2 separate regions of the Gasterosteus aculeatus genome follow, and region 1 is linked to region 2. The links are chromatin contacts, called in public Hi-C maps. All regions are on one chromosome and are shown on one strand. Each heading gives the region's core, a stretch centred on a gene start, on an enhancer-like site or on the middle of the called end of the contact. The rest is flanking DNA. Distances are from core to core; before and after follow the strand shown.

The links. A called contact is a pair of places that touch in the nucleus more often than the background predicts.
Region 1: a Hi-C map of skeletal muscle shows a contact between it and region 2, with 5 times the contacts expected there. The contact joins the promoter of meis2a here to the promoter of cdin1 in region 2. A contact is called at or near these places in 3 of 6 Hi-C or Micro-C datasets (skeletal muscle and whole body).

The regions. Positions count from the first base shown.
Region 1 is chr15:10,632,583-10,639,620 of fGasAcu3.hap1.1, reverse strand. It overlaps meis2a (Meis homeobox 2a), which reads left to right and starts at 2,941. Exons shown (of 13, transcript XM_078089605.1): 1 at 2,941-4,245; 2 at 4,865-5,091; 3 at 6,662-6,803. The coding sequence starts at 4,234.
Region 2 is chr15:10,496,195-10,503,063 of fGasAcu3.hap1.1, reverse strand. It overlaps cdin1 (CDAN1 interacting nuclease 1), which reads right to left and starts at 4,971. Exons shown (of 12, transcript XM_040199813.2): 1 at 4,843-4,971; 2 at 4,417-4,557. The coding sequence starts at 4,553.

The DNA.
Region 1 (7,038 bases), core at 1,692-4,191, 140 kb before region 2:
GCCGCATAATCTCCTTCCAGTGTGGAGGAAAAGCCACAGTTACATTTGGTGCCCCCCCCCCACGCCCCCTCACTAACCCTTTGACACCACACTCTGAGAATCGGTGGAGGGGAAAATGAGGCTTTGGAGCTGAAGAATTTACAGTTAGTCGCGAAACTTTTACAAGTATTTGAGTTGCTCACTCTACTTTCTGAAAGCCTATAGTCGCAATTCACTCCGGGGGGGTCAAAAGAAGTTCAGAATCAGATGACTGAGGTGATCGAAGATTAAACCATCGTAAAACCTGTCGATTAAAGAATTGAATCAAATCCGTGAAATGATTAAACGAGCGCAGCCGTTGCATTTGGGGCAGAACGTGTTTGCAGATGCACGTTACATGCATTTGCAGCCGCATTTCTTCTCATCACCGAACTCCTGCAGAGAGAAGAAATACACAGGCTGCAAGGGTCTTGCCTCCCTGAGCCTCTTCAGGAGTCAGTCTATGATCCAGTCTTATCTCAGCGCCTCTATACATTAGCTCTGCTCGTTTACATAATCTCACATAGTGAAGAGGGCCAAAGAAGAACAAAGTTACAAACAAGATTAGGGCGATTTTATTTGTTCCTATACGGTTGAGCGCCAATTGTTTCTCCAGGAGTGTTTAAGGTCACTAAGAGGATTTGAAGCCGGTTTCATATCAGTGATCTTTTTGAGGGAATTAAATCAACAATGCTTTTCTCTCCATATTTAGCAACAGTCTTGTGTGCATGTGCGCGCGCGTGTGTGTGTGCGTGTGTGTGTGTGTGTGTGTGTGTGTGTGTGAACAACGAGCCCTGCGGGGCAGCAGAGGGGGGAGAGGGATTGTAAATCCTGCAAAGAGTAAACAGAGGAGTGGAAGTTCAGTGCCGATGCTCGGTCGCATGCTAGCGGACCTGGTGCACCTTCAGGATGTGACATGCAGTGGATCTTTAGCCTGGTGATTGTCCCAGTAGTGTTTTCCTTGAAATGGATCCCCCCCCCCCCCTCACCAACCCCCCCACCTCCTAATGATCCAAACGCAGCTGGCCATGTCCCACACGGACACCGAGAGCTTTAACCCTAAACTGACCTCAATTTGACACCACCCGATGAAATTGTACTGCCTGTTAATGCCATCTACTGATTTAAAAAGAAATGTTTTGTTTTTTATTTTTATTTACGTGCCAGAGTTGTGTGAAAAAACGGACACAACGTGAAAGCCTTGAGAAATCCCAATTTCCGTGAAAAGGCGTAATTGTCCGTGATGGGTGTCCTCCTGGAATAATCTGGTTTGTAAATGCGGTCAGGTTATAAACCGGAGGTTTTAAATTGGCACAGGTCTTGTTTACGAGGAAAATTAATTTTAATTACCTATTGAGTGAATGATGATTAAAATAAAATTAGAAAATTAAACACCGACCTGCGTAATGTTGCATCGAGGCTGTTATTTAGCTAAATGAAGACATTTCGCCACCTAAACGCCGTTCGTGACGACGCCGTGTGTTTGTGGCTTCCATTAATTGCTCCAATAAATAGTTCACCAAAAAAAAAAGACGGAGCTTAGAATTTCCACGTCGTTAGGAGTCCTCGCTGAAAGTTTTACAGGGAAGGACGCGTTTCTGCGGAGCCGTACATTGGACACGCATAATTAGCCTCTGCTATTTTCACACGCTCTTCGGGTGTTTACATCACTCTCCTCGGGGGCAAATCACATATTTCCACAGTAAATGCGGTAAAGACCTGGAAGCACGTATACATCCAACTCCACGGCAGTTTGGGGATTAAAGGATACTTCCATCGAGCGGCAGATTAAACATACAAGTGACAATATCTTCCATGTTCTTTTTTTTTTATTTTTTTATAGTCCAACCGTAACCCCCCCCCCCCGCCGCCCCCGCCGCCCCCTCCCACCCCCCCTTACTGCCCCGCGTAAAGACGCGCGTGTGCAACAAAGCGGCAAATACAGTAAGGTGTGTGCTACTTACCGTGGTTGTCCAAAGAAGGAAGTTGGAAGAAGTAGAAGAATAAGAAGAAGAAAAAAAAGTCAAGCGTTAATGCACAAATCAATGTGAATGATAGTATTTAGCTCATGAAAATATCAGTCTCCAATAGCGCGGTCTGCCGGCCGGGCTGGTTGTGTTTACAGAGTGTGGGAGAGACTTGGAGACGGTGAATGCCTTGGCTCTCTGCGCACCGCTCTGCAGCTCCTTCCCGGGGTGTTGCACGTTGAAATGTCCACACAGCCGTTTGTCAAACCCTGCAGTCCTACACTTCCCCCCCCTCCACCACCACCACCACCACCCTCCCCACTCCCTCTCCTCCACCCACATTATGCCAACAAACATAACTGTTGTCACGGTTTCATTTATTGAATCGATTTCCTTTATAAAAATAAAAAATAAAAAAAACTCCCCAGATTTCTGCAAACGACCTCAAGCAACTCTGTTTGGTATTTTGTTTGTGGGGAGAGTTTATTGACCCTCCACCGGTGGCCACAGCCCATCTCCCTGAGCGTGTGTCTACCTTAATCCTAACCTGTGAATAATTAATTTCACCATCAAAAATGTCACGGAGCCATGAAAGGAGCCTTTATGTGAGAGCCTATCAATACAGCCGCGGTGCCATATTAGCGTTGATGGAGCCACATTCTAAAGGGAATAGATGGCCTGCTTCTGTTTTTCTGTGCGTAAAAGTGCTCGACCCCCCCCCCCCCCCCCCCCAAAAAAAGGCTTCACTGCCATCGATGGCCGGAGCGTTGCTCCTCCTCTAAACTTCAATCTCCTCACATGATTGATGATCTCAGGGAGCTTTGATAATTGACTACTCTGAGGTAAGGCACAGCTTTCTATTGAGAGAGGGGATTGGACGAAAGAAACATACAAAATTACTTTCTCCACAAAGCCCCCCCCCCCCCCCCCCCCCCGGTTGGAAAAGTTCATTCTAGGATTAGAGGGGTGTCAATTCATTTGCCAAATGATAGTGTGTTGTTGGATTGTGAGGTATTTCAGAGTTGTAAAGGTACACAAGCTACAAACAAATAAAGTAAGCGCCTCAGCATTCGTAAGCGTTATAATATCCCGCCGTGTCACGGAGGACGCGCGGGGACGCAAAAGTTGAAAGGTTTACCATTTGTTAATGTCACATTTTATTGTGCTTAAAGGTTGTGCATTGCATCCCTCGTAAATCTACCTCAAACTCTTACTTATTGTACCCTAAATCACGATTCGCGTGGTCACTCAGAGAGCTCCGCGCTGCTAAACCCTCCTTCACTCAGCCTTCACCCTGTTTGCTTTTTTCTCCCTGTCCTTTAGGAATCTTCACGGTGGAAAAGAAAAGAGGAATCGGGTTGGGAGCTGTGTGTGTTTGGCTTTTTTTTTTTTTTTAATATATATATATATATATAGCCCCGGTGTGGAGTTGAAGCCGTCCCCGTGCTCCGCATACACTCTGCATATCTCTCGCTTTGGTCTCTCCTCTCTCTTTTGTGGAGCTGCTGCAGGACTGGCTATGGCCGCCGCTACTTCCGGGATCCGTCATTTCATTCGCCCACCGCTCGGCGCTGCGCGCTGACTCCGTTTCTATAAGCAAGCTAGCAGCCAACCTGCCAACACTCGCTGACACTCACTCATCTCAGGCTCGCCAGATAGACCAAATACCTACGGGGGGAAAGGAAGGAGAGATCTGAATCGCGGTCTCTTCGTTTCGACTGCTTTTTCCTCCCTTCTTCTTCTTCCTCTTCTTTTTGCTTCTTCTTCTTCTTTTTTTTTTTTTTTTTTACAGTGATAATAAAACAAGATAGCGATCTGGAGGCATTAAAGGAGACGCGGACTCGCGGGATGAAAACGGACTAAAAAAGATTCGTCCTTCTCCTGAACATCATCGCCGACCGTCATTCATTCATTACCTTGACAACCTCTGGCTTTGATTGACAGCCGGAGTGGCAAAAAGCCATGAGACACGACAGTTTAGTTACATGCAGGTTGTTGATGGGCCGATTGTAACCTTCACTTTGGCGCATTTTTGCTTCTTTTTTTCTCTCCCCTCCCGTGGAAAGAGGGAAAACAAGAGAAATTGCAAAACTCCCCGATGCTACGATCTCCACTGAACCACACTGGCGAATAGGAGAAGTCGCAAAGTTGGTCGGAAAACGGAATCTTGATCTCTAAATCACTTTCTGAACGGGGACTGGGATATTAAATATACGACAGATTCAGGAGTTTATTGGAGCGCAGCCCAATGGCGCAAAGGGTAGGTTTTTTTTTTTTTTTAAATCTCCTTACACGTACCTGTTCAAATCCACTGCAGGGGAGGCGCTCGTATCGATAACTTGTTCTCGGGCGGCAGCATTCACATCAAAGCTGCTATATTTGACGTTTCTGTTGTTGCAGCGCCCCTTGCTCTCCAGGCAAAGTGACAGCCTCTGCTTTCACCCCGACGAGCCCCCACGACAGTCGTGGATCGCGTTCACAGGAGAACTCCCAACTAATTCGCTCTTTTTCGGCCACCGAGCTCCCTTACGCGGAGCGCCTTTGAGTTCTAATGTTTTTGGTAATGGCAAACTGTTTATCAGACGTGTGTATATGCGTGTATATGTACAATATACGACACTTTGCTTTTTATCCTGCGCTGGCTTGCAGCGCATTCGCACGAGCTCGTTAGGTCTCCTTTTGCGTGTATCCACGCCGAGGCGGCACGCGCTGTGCATTTATTTATTTATTTTAAATTTCTTTCTTTCTTTGCTTCATTCTCTTGCAAATCTCCTTTGCACGCTTTTCGTTTTTAAATGCGAAAGTAACCGGACTTTTTTTTTTCTTCCTTTCTTCTTGTTGTCGTCGTCGTTGTTTGTTGTTGTTGATCTATTCCCCAGTACGATGAGCTGGCCCACTACGGTGGGATGGACGGAGTCTCGGCGTCGATGTACGGGGACCCGCACGCTCCCCGGCCGCTTCCCCAGGTCCACCACCTGAACCACGGACCGCCGCTGCACGCCAGCCAGCACTACGGAGCCCACGCTCCGCACCCCAACGTCATGCCCGCCAGCATGGGCTCCGCTGTCAACGACGTTTTAAAGAGGGATAAAGATCAAATTTATGGGTAAGGTTTGCATGAAACAAACATGCGTGCAATATATATATATACATTTTTTCCCCCTCCTCCTACACCCCACTGCCTCAGTCAAGTTTTTCTAAGCTTTTTTCTATTAGTGAGTTTTGATGGAGTTTCTCTCCCACCACCTAAATTCTACCGCAATGTCGGAGCCCCTTTGTTGGTCGGGTGAGTTTTGTCCCATGTGTAATCGCACACGCATTGTTAGGGGGGCATCAAGAAGCCCGCCGTGAGTAAGAGTACGCCTCGAGCTCCTATAATAATAATATTATAAATGATATGGAAGCTCTGTGTACAAGCACAAGTCAAGTAAAACGCTGGAATGAATTGTTGCAAGTTGCTTTACATTACTGCCGACTATTATTTGTTGATCCTTAAAAATAGATTTGACACATTTAAACGTTTTCTTTGCTGCCTGCAGACAACTTTTCAAATTGTTTTCAGATATTGTCTGCAGTAAATTAGAGACACACACACACACACACACACGCGCGCGCACAGTGTGTTACGACGCCCCGCGTGTCTTTATTATTATACTTTCCTCGCATTATTCTTAAATAATAAAAGAAACGTAATTAGACGTTGTTACCGATGAAGGCAAAAGTTAAAAAACAAATGTTTCCAGACGTTGCTCAGCAAACACACCTACTCAGAAAGTGCTATAATCCCCAGTGTATGATTATAATCTGGGGTGTAGCGCAGAGTAAATCCTCTTCATCTCTTGTACTCACGGAATAGTTTACCTTCGTGTTTTTATACACTGACAAGAATCTAGATCACACAAATTAAGCAACTGAAAGCAGTTTAATGAAGCTAAACGTGTGCTTTAAAAAAATGACATTTTACTTTCTAATTATGCGTTAGTTTTTAAAATGTATTTTGTTTCTCTCGCGATGTTAACATGAAAGTAATTAGATATTTCTGTTCACTTCCGCTTCACTTTTAAAGCCTCATATGTAATAACGCCCTCGGTGCTTAGTGCGTCTGTAGTGTGATTCTGCAACATGATTATTTCATTTAAAGTGTTTGTGCGCACTGTATAATTTCTCTAAACTCCCACCGACTGATTTAGAGCGTGTCTGTCATGTTTTTTTGTCCACTTTTGTGGACTTCTCCGCCGTTTCTACTTTACACTGCAAGAAATGTCGGTCTCAACACGTCGCTCAGCAACACATTGCGTCTAAAATCCCCAGAATTCCCCCAGAATGAAGCGTAAAATATCCCAGATGCGTGTTTACTCGTGCGTCCCCGTCCACACAGCCTCTAAAAAGGAAACGTTGAATCCAAGGTTTATTGTTTTAGTTGTTGACAGTCCCATTAAAAAAAAACAAAAAAAACACGGCCACTTGTTTTGAGACGAATGTGTATAAAAACTATTCAGCGGGACAAAAGTAAAAAATAATCTCATCCAACTGTGTTCAGTGTGCACGTGCAAAGAGACATTTTGGACTCACGTAGCCGACAGATGCCGTATATGTCGGTGGGGGCTATTTTTTGCAGCGGGCATTGTGCAGCCGGTGTGCGGCTCCTTTCTCAGGCTGTGTTTCCCCTCTTGCAGTCACCCTTTATTCCCACTGCTCGCACTGGTTTTTGAGAAGTGCGAGTTGGCGACGTGTACTCCGAGGGAGCCCGGCGTAGCAGGCGGCGATGTCTGCTCCTCAGACTCCTTCAATGAGGACATTGCAGTCTTTGCCAAACAGGTCAATTTCACAAGTATTACCAATAAATATATTTGGGATGTCGTGGCTGCGTCAATTGCGCATGCATCATTTTATGCCTGCTTCTAATTTATTCTTTTTATTTTAAATGTGCAATACAAGTTTATATTGTTATATTGTATCTTCGCTGCAGAAAAGTCATTAATGAGAATTTTTTTGTACCACCAGATAGCATCTTAAGTCGGAAATAGACGCACGTTCCGAACATTTCATGCTA
Region 2 (6,869 bases), core at 3,722-6,221:
TGTGGGCGTTTAGCTACGGGGAGGAGGGGGGGGTTGTTAAGGGACGACGGCGAGAAACACCGTGGAAATTACAATGATCGTCCTCACAATAAACTACATTCCTGTGTCAATAATACCAACATGTTATTCGGTCTTGCCATCCAATGAAAAAAATAAAGAGTAACATGGTTGCTTAGCTCAGGGTTTTTTTTAGCCCAATGAGTGGGAAAGGCTTTACAATCTACTGTACCGAGCGTGCTTGGACAGCGTCCCTAAGATATGATGAGAAGGTAGTCCTTCATGGGCTTCCTAATCAAGTAATTGATTGCATCTATTATTCATAGACTCCTTAGCCTGCCATGAAGTTGTGAACTTAGCACAGCTTCGCTTCTTTCTGCATTTCTCTTCTTGGACCTCATTCATCCCTTCACCCGTTCCAACGCTCGTCTAACCACATAAAGCTGTGGAATTAGTTTGCCGTCGTCTCAGCCTGCAAGGGTTGTGGCCCTAAGCTTCAACTGCCAGTTTGTGTTTCGTTCAAAATGGGGGACCAGGAGTGTGAGGCCGGCGCACCGGAGGCCGTCCGGGCCGCCCCGCACCCCCTCCCCCCCAGGGTGTCAGGGGATGTCATTGCCACTTCCAGGGTACAACAACAACAAAAAGTATCGCATCTTCAAAAGAGACTTAAAATCCTAAATTTCAATTTTCAGTTAAGTTTATTATGTTGTTATTTTTAAGAATGAATATAACAATGAAGGTGTTGATAACTGTGCTGTTTGAGATTAATTCATTATCTGATTTGGGGAAATGGAATTTGACACAATATTCTGAAACTGAATTGGGGCATATAAGTGTGAGTCAACAAAAGAGACACATAAAAAATCACTGTAAATGAACTTCACGCACTGTAAATGCAGTGCTTGTAAATAGTTTCATAAAGAGTAAAAAATATATATATATATTTGAAAATACACAGATTCATCTGAAAAGTCAACTAAAAACAATCATAGAATCTGATTTTTTTTTTTTAACTAATGAGCTACAAAGTCTAACTAAATGTATAAAGAGCTTCACAGTTTAATGCATCGCGCCTGTTATCAAATCCTAAGCTTTATCCGGCATGTAAAAACAACAGCCACAATAAATAATCAATGACCAAGTCCCCAAGCTTCGTCCCGGGTCTGGATATTACCATCAAAAACAAAGTGTCTGCAGCCAAGAAATCACCATATCAATGGCACATGCCACAACAACCCGGCCCCATGCGTTCCCTCCAAAGATCATGCTAGATAAACCCCAAATAACAGAGAAATTAACAAATGCTTGACATTTGCTCAACATCCATTATTCTGACACTTCTTGAGCATTTCAAAAGGCTGAACGCATGCTTAATCAACATTCATATTCCCAGAGCGAGCCCCGGCACCATATTGCAGCCCGCCTCAGTGCTGATGAAAACGGCACATTAGGGCCCGATTCGAAAAACGTTCAGGGACTCCTCACCGGGGAGATCTGTGTGTGTGTGTGTGTGTGTGTGAGAGTGTGTGAGTAAGAGAGGGAGGGTGTGTTTAAAGGGGAGGGATGCTTCACACTTTACTTTTGAAGCTTTTCCCCCCAAAAAACAGAGGCATCTCCCCCCTTTCTGCACAGCCTCCCACTTTCATGACTGTGAAAGCCATATGAGGAGTGAGCTGAATGGCATTTTGAAGACCGGGGGGGGGGGGGGGGGGGTTATCATTACATCCAAATTCATTCATAATACAGCACAGAAGGACACAGAGGACCCTCATTCTCCCTCCCTCCCTCTTCTCGCCCTTCTTACACCGACTCTCTCTGGGGACAAAGGGTGGAAAGACCGGGGTCCCCCTCTGGACCCGAGGGAAGCCAAGCAGGGCCTCAGAGAGCAGCCCATCATTTCCAATTCTAATACGTGGCAAGAGAGGGGACTGATGGGACTGATGTCACATTTCCCCCCCCCACCAACTTGTGATGAGCCCCCCCCCTTACTGGCTAGCCGCGGTCCAGATCCGAGACAGGACACTGTGGCTCGCTAAGGGCAAGGAAGAGAGGGCAGGAATGGGGGAGGGAGGGGGGGGGGGGATATTTGCATGCCCCTCCATTGTGAGTGGGGGTAAAAAAGTGACAGCACCGTGTCCAATTCGTCTCCCCTCCCAGAGCAGCTCGGGCACGGCAAGAGAGGCCAGGCTGACAGATGACTCCCAACATCTGTGTTACGCGGCCGTTACAGATGAGGGGCTCCACATCACATCTCTCTCTCTCTCTCTCTCTTTCTGTGGGACACTCCCTCTCTCCTCCCACCACCCACACTCACAGTACAACAGAGAGACGGGCAGACTTTCCGTGGAAATTACCTTGAAATGGCCTTTAACAGTCATTTTATTCAAAGTTTAAATTTTCCTCCCTTTAGGTCGTCATTCAACAGCAATGATTACAAAATGGGTTTCAGCACAATACAGCATTCAGAGATTTGAGGACAATGCTTATTCATATTGATAGAAAGAATTGTAATGCAAATTGGAAATGTTTGATTAAAAGAATGGCCAATAATTAACTAAAATAGTTAGAAAAGAGGTTGTGATACCAATAACGTATGGGTATAAGTCAGGACATGGAGCTGATTTGTAAAAAATGTTTAATACAATGATATAATGCAGAAATACGTTCAGACAAATCTCCAATAACTGCTTGCAATATTACGTTTTAATTACAAAGTGCTAACATTAATTTAGTAAGAAAATTTAAATGAAAATGTTAACACCGGAACCATATCATCACAATATGATTTCATTTAAAGTCAATAACATAATACCAAATTATATTCCCCCTTGCAATTAAGGATAAATTCTATCATCGTAAATTTCCTAGCTCACAATTCCATTAGCCTGATTGGATAGATGGATAGATTGGATATATGTACAAATACATACAAATATAATAAATCATCTTAGGCTCAAATGAACATTTAACAAAATAAAAGGTGCTTCCACAGCAACAAAAATGGGGCACATTCAAGTGAAAGGACTACAGCAGCTCATGAAACTGGTGGACGGCCGGATATCCACAGTCTACACTCAACGTTGGTCGCATCCTTTGGAAACACACCCACGCCATGTGAAATTAGGTGAAATATAATAGATACCTGTCTTTTCTTTCTCTGTGAGCATTATAGTCGGAGAGAGAGAGCCGCCTCGTCCACATCTAACCCCCACCACCCTGCCAACCTCCGCCTGGCCAATATTTACGCAGTGGCAGGGCTCCCACACAGTCCAAGGGGACAGGAGGGGCGATCGGGGGGGGGGCTGACTGCCGTGCCGGAGCGCATGCTAAGAGATGATGGATGGCCTAGTCGATATGTTATGTCTTAAGAGCCTGATTTCCTGCCAGTCCAATCACTAACCCTCCAGAGCCCGGCTCAGCTGATTGGACAACCAGAATAATTTCGCAGGCTGTGAAAACACTGCTGCCGTGCCTGTCTGTCGGGTCCAGTGACGAGACTCTGGGATTTTTAAAAGAGCAAGGGCCTCCCCGAGACTGGTTAGGGTGAACAAAATGATAACAATAACCAGCGAGACTAAACAAAAGAGCCAGCACCTCCGGGACAGAGAAAGAGATCTTACAGAATTATTGGAATAAAAACAGCGCCGTGTTTTCCTTTAATTACACACCCACCAGTGATACCTTTTGAACAACTGGCATGCAGACTTTTTGGTTAAAGAAAGTTTGGATTAGGAAACCCAAAAGGAGAACGGAAACTTAAAATAAACATGAGAAAGACCCCCTAGTGTTGGGCCCATGCATTCAGGATATTGGACAAACGCTATGCGCATGACATATTCTGTAAAACGCAGACAGTGAGAACAAAGCCGAGCTCGAGCTTCGCCGTGTCCCCTTCGGGGACCGAATACCTTCTTGTAGATTGGTGATTAGGGCACAATGGAAGTAGGAAGCTCCAAATACGTACGACTTTGTAAGTGACCTCGGCGGGATCAGCCGTGGTGTCCTGTTGGCCTCGGGGGATTACACGTGTTACGTTCAATAAAGTGAGGGCCCTCAGTGTCAAGGAGAAAGGCAAACACAACCATTAACCTCGCTGTTCGATTCCTGGATGAGCAGGCGCTGCATGGCGAAGCATTGGCTAACGGAGGCCGATACAGAAACCTGCGTGGAATTAATTGGAGATCAAAAGTGGGATTATAAATACCCAGAAGCAGGTAGAAAAGAAAAAGAGACTGAGGAATAAATGGTGATGCTACTGGGAGTTGAAAAAGTTACTATTTATGTGAGTGATTGGTAAATTATAATGTGATCGCATTTTGTGCTTGTATTTGTTCATAGATACTTGGTGTTTTTACCCTGTAGCCACACATAAACACACACCGAGAGTGTAAAGGAAGTGTATAGTGTGTAACTACTCACTTTGGGAATCTTTCTTTCAGCGTCTTCATACATTGGCGCGTGGGTCTCAGTTGATCGGTCCATCGCACGATCTCTTTATATTCAGCTCGGGACAGCGTCATTTTCATTTGATTGTAATGGTAGGCGTGTGACTGCATCTATCTGTGCAAACACGAGGTGGGAGTTTGATTAAGGGACGCGTCCGTGGCAGTCTTGAGTTTCCAGATGTAAACAACGCGGGGGAGACTGACAGCCAGAAACAGCTGTAGCGTCGCCCGCCTTGCTAAGCAATATTAGCTTTACGTGGATTGCTAACACGACACAACAAACGCGCGGAAAATAAAAGCTTTCGTCTCCCTTTCGAAAGTGTACTGAACGACTACTGTACGCATTGGCTTTCAAAATAGTTTTGTAGAGCGATAAATAACACCTAAACGGGTTGTTTACCATTCATTCCTGCTGTACACTTCTCGATTGCAGCTTCCCGCTAGCGAGCTTGAAGGAAGGACTCTTGTGTGAGGAGTGGTTTGATTGGTGGATTCATTCGGGAAGCTGAGTATAACAGCAGGTGATTGGTTACTCGGCAATGCGAAGGCGGAGCGCCAGCGGAGGCTCGCTGCTTATTAGCTCCGACGCGTCACTGGATTCCTGTTATATGCAAAAGGAAAACTTAACCAGCCTACAGTCCGACAGAATATAAATAATAAAAAACTCTACAGGCCCAAAAATAATTTTAAAGAAGGTGGGTGAGGAACTGTGCAAGGAGACAGAGAAGGAGGGAGTGTCTCTCTGTTATCTCTCTCTAGAAAAATTCTGTCAATAGTCGTTGATTAAACACAAATGTACTGTTTTTTTTTTTACATCAAATGAGCCTCTTTACAGCCTACTCAGAGATACTACCTCTCAATTAAAACATGGTATTTTATCCTGGATCATGCTACTTCAGCATACAGTCCATAGCAACTTAAAACATGGGGATTTGATATGCATCTGGAATAAACTAAATTCAATGATCAAGTAATTAACCTGTTTTTCATGAAGCCTAATTGAACTTCAGTTTGGGCTCTGGTTATTTCTATTTCAACTGCAAGTCTTAACAGAGAGGCCATACTTGCTTTACTTTTCTTTAAAGGAAACAAAGTATACCAAATTCCACTGCTCAGATCATCATTAATATTTATATAGTTTATTCTTTTACCCCTGCAGGTAGAAATATTACTTTGTTGAAAAAATATTGGTTGGGGTTTTCCTTAATTATTTCCAAGGTACAGCAATATTTTTTGTGGTCCATCGCCAGCTGCAGGTCTCCCGAATCATCAATACCTGTCACCTAACCAGTGATAGTAGTACTAGATGGTAGTGCTTTAAATGCCTTTTGCAGAAATATGGAAATATATGTAAATTTGGCCAAAGATAATGACATACTAAGTTTGGAACATACAGGAATAATGCTCAATTTATTAAGGATACATATGCTCTCCAAACGACTTATATTACAATGAAAATAGCTATCTAATAGTAACAAATGCAAACTGATTTTTGAGGGAAACTACTAAATTGTCAATTAACGATTTGGTGTGATTATTCATTTCCCTCCGAACCTTATGGATGCCTCGCACTGGAGTGTTGATTTTAGTCGACTTAGATAGGAATAAAAACTTTCAGACTTAATTTGTCAAATACACGCCCTTGAGATCAATATCATTTTAGAATGGTATTGTTGTGTAATTAGTCTCTGCTGTAAACAGTCTACCCGTCTTTTACTTTCTACTTTCAGATAGAATCATAATATGTTATAATCATGTTATGTTGGATTTCAGATATTTCTGCTGTTTGTTTTTCAAAAATGAAACAAGCTGATTGTTGAATAACTCCTCTTGAAACGATCTCAAACAAATCTGGCTTCACTCCTCTGTGAGCCCGTGACTACATCAAACCATTCTTTGCTAAAGTCAGACATTCTTTTCACAACAACATCGCTGATTTCCTCCATTGTGGGCGAACAATGCATCGGTGAGCAGAAAGGCTCTATCTGACCTGTGATGCGTCAGAAAATAGAGCTCATTGTTGTCGGGCAGTGTAGTATGATGCCTGAGATGGGCTGAGGTCTCGGGCTGTGCGTGCACCAGCACTGTCCCCGGGTCTGAAAGGGCTCAGCGCTCTGTGCTGCCTACAAAAGGGAGCTGTGTAGTGGGATTGGTATGGCCAGATAAGATCGGGGCCTCTGAGGAAGTCTGGTTTGATTGCTACAAAGGGCTGAGGTCAGGGGCAGGAGGAGCAGTTTACTCATCTAGGTATCAGAGGATCAGGGGGTTTGGTGGGGAGCCGCGTGTGTAATAGGTATAAAAGGATCAGTGTAATGTGATGGTATAAAAAGATAAAAATCAGAGAAGGGGTTGGAAGGCAGTGTACTGTAATGGCCCCAAAAGCGAGGGGATCAGAGGCTTTGTTGTGTGTATGCGTCTACTTGTGTG